Linked DNA regions of Sus scrofa: region 2 is linked to region 1. A link is a contact called in public HiChIP or PLAC-seq data. All regions are on one chromosome and are shown on one strand. The core of a region is the stretch at or near the end of the contact, and the rest is flanking DNA. Distances in the headings are between cores, read along the strand shown.

The links. HiChIP or PLAC-seq counts read pairs in DNA pulled down with a chosen protein or histone mark.
Region 2: an H3K27ac HiChIP or PLAC-seq map of skeletal muscle shows a contact between it and region 1. The contact joins the promoter of TSC22D3 here to the enhancer-like site in region 1. A contact is called at or near these places in 2 of 5 promoter capture datasets (fetal liver and liver), 25 of 47 Hi-C or Micro-C datasets (alveolar macrophages, blood, brain and 14 more) and 2 of 2 datasets of contacts at active chromatin or transcription factors (alveolar macrophages and skeletal muscle).

What each region holds. Positions count from the first base shown.
Region 1 is chrX:88,180,998-88,186,174 of Sscrofa11.1, reverse strand. The region is part of intron 2 of TSC22D3 (TSC22 domain family protein 3); the gene reads left to right. Among named protein-coding and RNA genes, the nearest start is that of TSC22D3, 50 kb to the left of the region's middle. Within about 2 kb of position 2,839, at least 5 of the 83 cell types and tissues checked have an H3K27ac peak or open chromatin away from gene starts, as enhancers often do. A contact at or near this core is called in fetal liver and skeletal muscle, where this site is marked.
Region 2 is chrX:88,231,424-88,236,600 of Sscrofa11.1, reverse strand. TSC22D3 (TSC22 domain family protein 3) reads left to right here and starts at 3,018. Exons shown (of 4, transcript XM_021080824.1): 1 at 3,018-3,329; 2 at 3,594-4,019. The coding sequence starts at 3,700.

The DNA of each region.
Region 1 (5,177 bases), core at 1,590-4,089:
CCCCGGCACTGATCCAGACTCTGGGGGTACAGTGATGAATGAAATATGCCCCTGCCCTTGAAGAGCTTGTACTCCAGTCTAGGAAACCAGTCAATGCTTACTTGAGACCATGTGCTTGAAAGACTAGAGGTCCTGCTGATTACTGACTCTTTGTGCCACCGGAGAAGCTCTCGAGGCCAAATGTTTATGCACATTACAAGTCCTCCGTGCAAGGGAGGATTTCTAAGGTCTTTAAGAGAGTAATTTTTTTTTTCTTTTGGCTGTGCCCACGGCATACAGAAGTTCCCCAGACCAGGGATCGAACCCCAACCACAGCAGTGACAACACTGAGTCCTTAACCGCTCGGCCATCACGGAACTCCCAGAGACTAAATTTTAAATGCCGGGAGCTCCCTTCGTGGCTTAGTGGTTAACAAACCTGACCAGGAGTCATGAGGATGAGGGTTCAATCCCTGGCCTCCTTCAGCTGGTTAAGGATCTGGCGTTGCTGTGGCTGTGGGGTATGCCGGCAGCTCCAGCTCCGATTCGACCCCTAGCCTGGGAACTTCCATAGGCTGCGGGTGTGGCCCTAAAAAAGCAAAAAAAAAAAAAAAAAATTAAATGCTGATTCCATTTGAACAGCAATTCCTCAAACTACCTGGTTCCCATAGGCAATATCGAAGACTTGTGAAAGTCTGGACACAACAAATTGGAACTGGACAGGAAGTTAGAAATGCTAGACTTTGAGATGGCATTGATAGGGTGGCTCGTTTGGCAAGCCACTTTGCCAACGGTGTTTGGGGACCACAGCCCTTCCTCATGCAACAGAGCACATTCACGTGGTCCTTCTTATTTCTGGAAGAACTCAGCTATGCCACCTACAGGATATCCACCACGTCCAGAAACACAGGCGAATACATGTACTGGCGAGGACATCAGTCTGCAAAAAAATACAACATTATCTCCATTTCCAGACTTTGGGGTGTCCATAAACGTAGACAGCTTGTGTGTTATACATGTTGGGAAGGGGGTGCATCATTCCCATCTCATGAATGAGGAGCCGGCCTCATAAGGGGGTTTCGAAGCCTTCTAAGCAGCCCCGGGGGGCTGGCGGCTAAGGTGGAAAAGGAACCCTGGCCTCCAGCCCTCTTTGCTTCCCTCCCACTTGACTAAGTTCATTTAGGACAGGTGTTAGAGCTGCGTTTCTCAGGGAGCACCTCTCCTGGCATACGCACTAGAGGAGTCCCTCTCAATTCTTCTTGTCATTCCTCTCTGTCTGAGGACTTGGGTCCATGGGCCAAGCCCAGCAATGCAGCAGCCTATTGTTGGAGAGAAAGCAGCCGGTGACACGACAGATGCCTCTGGATGGTCTCCTGACTGTGCTCAGGCCCCGCCGCCCCAAGACGTGCAAGGAGTTTCTGCAAGTGCAAGGGTGTGGCCCTAAAAAAGCAAAAAAAAAAAAAAAAAAAAAAAGTTTAATGCTGATTCCATTTGAACAGCAATCCCTCAAATGACCCGGTCCCCATAGGCTGTATTGATGACTTGTGAAAGTCTGGACACAACAAATTGGAACTGGACGGGGAGTCAGAAATGCCAGACTTTGAGACTTCTCTTTTCAACTGCTGAGCTTGTAACTGTCTATGCTTGGCCATTCCTCAGTTTCCATATTTACTTTAGCTTTTCTGCAACTCTGTCAACAAACTCCATGGCATTATTAGTTTTAGCAAATAACAGGATGTCACAACTGTTGACCAGGATTCGTTACTCTGCTGTGAGAGCTCTATCCCAGGACACAGGGACCAGTGTTCCTCTTATTTTTTAAGGTGTATGAGCTTTGGCAGGAAGCCTTTCCCGAGCAGGCCCACTGCGCTCGGCTCAGTCTATAGGCCTTGAAGGCCGCTCACTGTCAAGGCTCTGCCCGCCCAGACCTGGGCTCTTCTGTCTTTGCGTGGTGGTACAAAGACATTTGTAAGTAGATTTTTTTCAAACAGTCGATGCAAATACCTTGAGTTTTCTGTCTCTTTACCCTTAGAGACTTGCAGTAGACTTTAAAAGAAGTCCGTGCTTGGTAAAGCAGCTTCAGGACTTCACATTCGTGTGGAGAAGGGCGAGGGGCTGGTATTTGAGGCTGGCCCTGAGAATTCCCAGGCTTTTGACCCCAAGTACCTTTCCTCCCCCCCCCCACCCCGATCCCTGCCTGTCCCAAGGAGCAAGAGACGAGGTTAAAAGGGTCACTCTGCTGCTGACAGGCAACCAGGAAGTCCAGGCCTTGGGGGAAGCATAACCTTTGTTTATTTAAGCCCCAAACCTAGCAGGCCATGTAAATTAAACATAAAAAGAAAAGAAAATAGCAAAACACAGGCCGGATGCGTACCAGAGAGAGCAGCAAATTCCCCTTTGGCCCTCCCTTGGGAGAAGGGAACCAGTGAGCTGCAGGGGCCACCTCTTTGCCCAGGAGACGCTCACAAGCCATGGGAAGGAGTGAGGATGGCGGGGCCAGGGCATGGCCACCGTTTGCAGAGGTCCCGGCAAATCTTTGTCGTCAGCCCCAGCAAAGCTCCTGAGGGGGAATGAGTCACAGCCCTCCAGCCAACCTCGGAAGGGATCCATGTCTGACCGGTGACAGCCACAGGGCTGGAGGAGAGCTGGCTTTTGTAGACGGGAGGTAGGGCTGGTTAATTGAACAGACTCTGCCCTTGGAGAAAAATCAGCCCCTCCCCGTTCCCTCCCCACCCCCTCGGTTCTTCTGTTTTCCTGCCCTCTGATGCCCGCCCCCCACGCCTCCAACCTCCCAGGCCACGAGTTCCCAGCGACAGCTGTGAAGTGTCTCAGAAGCAATCTGTTCCTCTTAACTGAGAAGCCACATTTGCCAAAGGTTGATTTATACATCCGAGCAGGTTTCGGTTATCCTTCCCATGGCAGCTCTCGTTCAAGTTCTGCTCCAGTTTTCAGGCGTGAGTGGCACAGAGCTAGCTGAGCCTGAGTGCACAAGAGATGGCTCAACAGACATCGGGTCCGGGATATGCCAAACCCTGTCATGGCGAGTCCTACAAAGTGGGGGGGGGGGTGACCTTGGCGCGATGGGCGCGCTTCATGTAGACCCTGTCTTGGCTGTCACCTATAGGCCAGTGGTTCCCAGAAGCAGTGCCACAGACTAGGCCCACAAGAGTTGCATCCACATCTCCCGAACGCACCCTTCCCAACCCATAGACTTATTCCACTAGGTTTTCTAGGGCTGGGGCCCAGGACAGCGGTATTCTCCTCATCCGGGCCCATTCCTTTCCCTCCGCAGCCCATCGGTGAGGTCAACCTGCTGTGTGTTTAGTCACCTGCCGATGCTGATCGGCCACTGATGACTCTGTTGAAAGTCATGCGAAAATTCAGTTCACCCTTATTTAAGCGTTTACCACTGAGAGTGGCAGAATGCGACACTTTCCCCGGGCCTTTAGCATTGGCAGAAAAAAACTTCCCTAATTCCTCCAAGTGTAAAGAATTCCATTAGGTCCCAAAGGTGTGACTCGGAGGATGACGTTGGTAGACACTGCAGTCGTCCAGTCAGGCAAACAGCTTGCCCTGGGAGGAATTTTTCCTCGGTGCCCTTCAAATCATACTTCTCAGGTCATCGGTCGCAAATAGCATCTCCTCAGAACTGTCCGCGTGAGGAGGCTGTGGCAATCATTTCTTAGGCATTCGCGTGATTGTGCACAAATGGTGCTTGTTTTTATTTCACTTTCACTTGAGCGTGTGATTGACAGCTTTGAAAACTGTCGACCTGGCAGCATGGGCACTGCCCGTGCCCGGTATAGGGTGTGAAGCAGTACGCTGGTTCCCCTGTATCCACCTGACTGCCACTCCGAGCTGCCCCCAAGACCCTGTCACCTATGGCCCCTGCGCAGCACACAGCCAGCTCTGGATGTCAGGGAGAACAGAGGCCGTGGCTTGTGACACTCTGGCCGGGTCTAGAGCTGCCATCCTGCTCCGTCCTGTTGCCTTACTACCCGTTTGGGGTCATGGGGACGCTGTCCTCAGCTGAGAGAGACGGAGACAGAGGTGGAGATGAAATGATGCCCTCTGCCTGCCTGGCTTGGTGAATTAGACTTTGTCAGAGGCTGAAAGGGTGTTTGCATAAATACGTGTGTGTTTCTCTGCTTCTCGTTCTTCCTGATAAGGTGTGTGTCTTCCTTGTCAGCAGTTCTCCAAGCGGGCAGGAGGCCTTCCTTAACCCCTCCCAGCGCTCCTTTGAGCTCTTTGGCTCTGTTCCCCTGGCCGGGGGTGGGGCGGGGGGGTGCCCAGGGGGGAACTTGACTTGTTTCTCTCCTCTCTTTCTGTTCGGGGAGCAGCGTGTTCCCTGCCCCGTCCTGCTAGCGCTCCCACCCCAGCCGGGCTGCCTTCTTTCCATCCTGGAAACCCTCGGGGGGCTGGGGGGGAGGTGGCTGGAGAGCCCATGCACGGGCCCCTTTGCAATCGCAGAGGCCCTCCTGGCAAGTCGCAGAGTCCCATAACAGAGGATCAAGGAGCCACCTCAAGTGAGCCCATGGTGAATAGCTCCGCTGTGAGGTAAGCAGTGGCCTTGGGCACACAATGTGAAAGGCCCAGGAGGCTCATAATGCTTACCCATCCTGGCCCAGGAGCCCCTGCGCGCCTGAAGAGGCCAGTATTATTACGGTCATTTTGTTCCCCAGGGAACCCGGACCACTTCAAAGGTCACTCATTCTATAGCGGGGGGCCCACACGGGAGCCAGGTGCTCCACCTCAGGGCCCTGGCCTCTTCACAGGCCCCTTGTCTGCTGGCTTCGCATCCCCAACAAGATCCTCCTGCTTCTCGTCTTCTAAGCATTGCCAATCGTCTCAAGTCCTTCACATACCACTCCAAGTAACCCCGGCAACTGCTAGGGAAAAAAAAAAATAGCTTGGAATTTCAGCTCTTGAGACTGCGCCATAGGGCAGAAGCCCTGGGGAGAGGCCCTACCAGTGTCTCCCTGACCTGAAGAAGCTGATGGAGCGCTGGTGCAGATCAACAAACACGGCCATGTGTTTTGCTGCTTCCTTTCCTGCCCCTGCACCTCCCCCCAGAAGGCTGTCATGGGCCAGGATTCACAGAAGGTGGGCCTTGAAGAGGAGGGGTATTTGCCTATCTGAGGGCAATATAGAGCAAGGAGAAGACGGCAAGGAGCTGGCCAAAGAAGGAAAGCCAAGAAT
Region 2 (5,177 bases), core at 1,769-4,268, 50 kb before region 1:
TCACCTCCAGGCCTCTGTTCTTTCCTCTCTTCGAGGAGTAGATTGCTCTTCCCTCCTTCTGGAGCTGACCGCCCCTTCACACTCACCCAGCAGTGCTCCCCCACCCAAACACCCCCCTGGGCCTCCATCATCACTTCCTGTTTCTGTTGCTTTTGTCTGTTTACATATCTGTGTTGCCAAATAGACCATGAGTTCTTTGGGGGCTTGTGCTGATTTACCTCTGAATCTCCACTAACCCTTGCACTTGGCACAGGGCAAGTGGCGAGTGCCTGACTGTCGATGATTCCATCTGAGAAAGCGGTATCCCCCTTTTTCCCCTTTCTCCTCCACCCAGAAAGCCACCAGCTCTGTCTGGAAGTGGGGCCCCCCTCTACTCCCTGGGTTTATACAAGAACTTTGTGCTACTTGGAGTCTCTCCATCCAACACAATACATGGGAGCAAAGCTTCACAGAGAGGAGCCAAGGAGGCCCTGCCCAGTCCGCCTTCCTCGGGAGGTAGAAGTCAATACAAGCAGGACTTGTAAATGCAAACACACAACAGCTTTCTGAACTCCGTCTCTGAACTATCTAGATTGTCCCTCTCTAAGTTATATTTGCTCTTGATCAGCTTGGAGATAGTATGCAGAGCTGCACTGAATTATTAACAATGCTGCTTGTGAGCAAGGACTCCAACAAGGGAAAGGTGGAGGGAACAAAATCTGGAGTTTAAAGGTGCCACATGCCAAGAAGGAAATCCTTCCACCAGGGCTTCCTCCCAAGGTTATGCACAGAGATAAGAGGATTCGGGGCAAGTGTAGAAGCAAAAGGCCCCAGCAGTTCTCAAAACACAACTTAAATAAACATTTATGGAGCTAATATATTTTGTTATAATGTTTAACATAAAATAATTATAAACAAGAGGGAAAATCATCAACACTGTAATTAAAAAACAATTCAGCAGGCTATAAGTCTACACAATGCATATTAAATTTCATATTCTACTACCTCCTCTGGCTTTTACCCAAGAACATTAAAAAAAAAAAAAAAAGACAATGAAGAAGAAAAGGGGAAAATAACGCATCTAAGGGACCGGGGTTTAAGAGAACCAGCAGAATCTTCTGCAGTCGGTGAGAACACAGGGACCATACTCTCAGCTTTGCTGGTCTGGTCAGTGACCTTCCAACGCCTCTTTCACGTCTGATCTTGGTTTCCTGTCAGGGGCCAGGGATACAGCTTGTTTTTAGTTTTCCGGGGCCTACAGCAGAGAGTATACGGCCCTCTGTCCTTTTCGGGAAATGGCCGGGCCCCACGTAAGAGCCACAGAGCCTTGGAAACAAGAAATTGTTGGCTGCCCTTTGCTCCTAATCACGGAGGTGATGCTTGTGGAACACGGAGGGAGCGTGTGCCAAATCTAGGAAAGCCAGATCGGTAGGGACTCAGGCAGGTGGAGCTCCACTAGAAAGGGTGGCTCTGCCCTGACTGGGGTCCAGGCGCACTGCTTGGCCAAGGAGCCCTTTTGGTGTGGACCCTCTGCCTCCTCTTTCCTCCTACTCTCGGGACCAGTGCGGGGTCAATTCCACTAGGGGGCACCGAAGGCGTCTCTGCAAGATCTGACTCCGGCAGGAAACGTTCCACGTTTTGACCACAAGATGGCAGTATATACTGCTCTATTGCCAGCGCCCTGGGCGGGTGAAAGAAGCGAGCTGATGGGGGGGTGGGGAGTATTGGCTGCAACTGAAATCCGTCTGAGTTTTCAGTGAAAGCTGAACACCATGAATATTTTGAATTTTTTTCAGGAGGCAGTAATTACTGAATTCTACGCATTCAAAGTATTCTAAGTCTCCAAGTCCTGAGACATGCGGGAACCCTACCACTTATCAACCCCGCACATCCCCAGCTCTCACAAAGCTGGGGTTTGACCCACAGCAGCAACCTGCCGTGCTCTCCACAAACCTGCCCTTTCACCTCAGCTCCGCTTCAGACTCACCTTCTCCTCAGAGCCAAGAGCGTCAGGACATCCCCCCCAGTGCCCCAAAACATCCAATCACCCCACCTCTGGAAAGGGTAAGGACAGAGATCACCTAAGGCGGGTGGGGGATCAGAAAAGAGAGGGGAGCGCAAGTTTGGAAAGATGGGGGAAGCTGAGTGAAGTGGGGAGGAAGGGACAAAACTGAGGCGAAAGAGGGGTGCGTCAGCGAGAGGGGCAATCACATGCGGGAAAGGAAGGGGGAAGAAAGAAACCGAGGGGGGTAAGAGGACTTGGGGGTAGGGTGAACGAGGACATAGAGAAAAGGAGAAAAAAAATAATAAGACGGGGGCGAGAAAGAAAGGCAAGACCAGAAATGAGTCAAGAAAGAGGAGACAAGGAAAATAAATGAGAGGAAGAATGGAGAAGGGCAAAAAGAAGGAAGATGGGGGGAGCGGGGGGCGAAAATGGAGATAAGAGAGGGAGCGGGGGCGGGGGGCAGCGGGCGGCAGAAGCCTGCTAAGGGGCTGGCACTGCCGGAAGCCGGGACGTTGATGTCTCGGATGGGGTTCGGGGAAGAGAAGAGCGAGCAAAGGGGGCGGAAAGGGGGAGATGAGTGAAGGGAGGAGGCAGGGACAAAAACCGGGGAGCGGTTGAGCCGGCTTCTGTGACTTTCGTCTCAGGCCCGTCTGGGGACCTGCCGACGCGTGCCGGACGCCCTCAGGCTCCGGGCCGAGGCCGCCGCTCTCTCGGCACCCCACCCGCCCCCGACCCCGCTTCTCGAAGAAGGCGGCGTCTCTGCGGCAGAGGGCCCCGGCCGCGGCGGGACGAGGCAACTCGGCCCGCCCGCCGAGCTCGAACCCCCCGGTGGCGCGGCTCCCGGCTCCCGGCTCCCGGCTCCCGGGGAATCTCTGGCCGAGGATGCGCCCGCCGCGGCGCGAGAGCCCGAGCCGGGGAGCTGCGCGGCGCGCGCAGGGAGGGGGAGCCGAGCGGGGCTCCCGGGCGCGCGGGCGAGGGTGCGAGCGGCCGTGCGGGAGCGGAGGGCGGGGGCGGGGCGGCGTGGGGGCAGGACCGCGCCGGCTCCGGGGCGCGCGCCGGGGAAGCGGCGGACCCGCGTGGTCCGCCGGCCCACCGGGGGTCATTTGCATGCTGTCACAAGCCCCGCGCCGACTCCCGGGCGCGCGGCTCGCTCGCTCGCTCGCTCAGTCAGTCGCGCTCGGCTCCTGCCACCGCTCCGCCGGCGCAGCCCCGGGGAGCCCGAGAGCGGGCGAGCCAGCGAACCGGCGGCGAGGGAGGGAGGGAGGGAGGGAGCCCGGGAGGGAGGGAGCGAGGGCGCGCCCCGGCTCTCCCTCTGCCCCGCCGCCCGCCCTTCCTGCTGCCACAGGTCCGCCCCGGGCCCCGCTCACACTTGGGAAACTTGGGACGGCGCAGGGGCCGCGTGTGGCACCTCAGGGGGGGCGGCCCCGGCCTCGGGAGGAGGAGGAGGGGGGAGAGGAGGAGGAAGAGGAGGAAGTGAGCCCGAAGGATCCGCTCAGAGCTGTTTGTCCAGCTGTTTCTATTCGCACCCCGAGCGGCCGGCGCAGCCAGAAGGGGGCCGAGCCGAGGGTGGCCGGCTTTCGGCGCTAATTGACAACTCTTCTCCTCACAGCTTGTCTTTCCCAGACACCCTGGAGTCCCCTCAGGCCGGCCCGGCGGGCGCGCACCTGCCGGCCGCCCCTGACCGCGCGGGCCAGGCGGCCCCTGAGGCGGAGAAGATGGCCCAGCCCAAGACCGACTGCCGCTCACCTGTCGGCCTCGACTGCTGCAACTGCTGCCTGGACCTGGCCCACCGGAGCGGGCTCCAGCGCGACAGCAGCGGGGACAACAACAACCCGGGCAGCCCCACCGTGAGCAACTTTCGGCAGCTGCAGGAGAAGCTGATTTTCGAGAACCTCAACACCGACAAGCTCAACAGCATAATGCGGCAGGATTCGCTAGAGCCCGTGCTGCGGGACCCCTGCTACCTGATCAACGAGGGCATCTGCAACCGCAACATCGACCAGACCATGCTCTCCATCCTGCTCTTCTTCCACAGGTGGGTGGCGGGGCACACGGCGTGGGGGGGGGCGGCGGCGGCACACGGTCCCGGCTCGCACCGGCCTCTGCTGGATCCTCCGCTCGCACAAAAGGGGCCACCACGAAGTCCGGGGGGGGTGGGCTGGGGAGGTCAGGTTCACCCGGGCTGCGGTGGCCGACCCGACCCCGAGGCTGGCCACCTGGATTCCTGTGCCCCTGAGGGGAGGCCTGGCGGATGCTGTTTTTGAAAGGTGCCTGCAAGAAGCCCTCCTAGGGAGATGCTGGCGCCCAGAAGGTGGACAGAGCCCGAGACGGTTTGGGGGGAGCTGGCAGCACTTTCTCCCCCCAGTGCCCACATTTCTACAGCCACTTTGCAGATTCCGAGGTGGATGCCCTTGGGATCCCGAGTTCCCCCCTTCTCAAAAGCCTTTTTCTAAATATGCAAACTCGGATGGAAACTGCAAGGGTTTTTAAATTTCCTGAGTGGCCCCAACTGCCTCCGGTGAGGGCAAGCAGAATGTCCAGACAAATTAAGCTGCTGGTGGTGTGGGGCAGAGTGGGGAATAAGAAAAAATTAGAGACCTGTGAGAATTTCTCGAAACTCTAGGTGGTGGGACCCTCGCCTCCTCCATGGGTCCCAGCCTTCACTTTCGAGCCAGCGAGGGCTAAAAGCAGCCCCGAAGAGCATTCTAGGACCTGAGGGCGAATGAATCCGTGTGGGTTGCAGGCGTGGGTTGGAGTGCGGGTCAGACTTTCTAGAAATCGGGCTGAAGGACGAGGAAGGGAAGGGAGGGGAGAAACACAATGGGAAGACCCAATGCGTCTGCTGTCCTCCAGTCTGAGACACTCTGGTGAGGGCCGGTCTTACCAGACCCCGAGGGCAGGGGGAACAATGGAGGCAATTTTGAGGCAGGGGAGGCAACCTCGGGAAACCTAGTCTTGAGTTGGATGTTCTTAGAGCCACAGAGACGGCGCTGGTGTGTGTGTGTGTATATGTGTGTATTTGTGCCCGCGTGTGGGTGGGTTTTATTCTTTCTCAACATCTCAGGTTATGTAAGAGAAAGAGACACCCACTGTGGGAGATCTGGGTTGTAGGGCTCTACTTCCCTGTGTGAGCCTGAGTAAATCGCTTGACCTCTCTGGTCTCTAAAAGTTTCCTTCTGGGTCTGAGATTCCA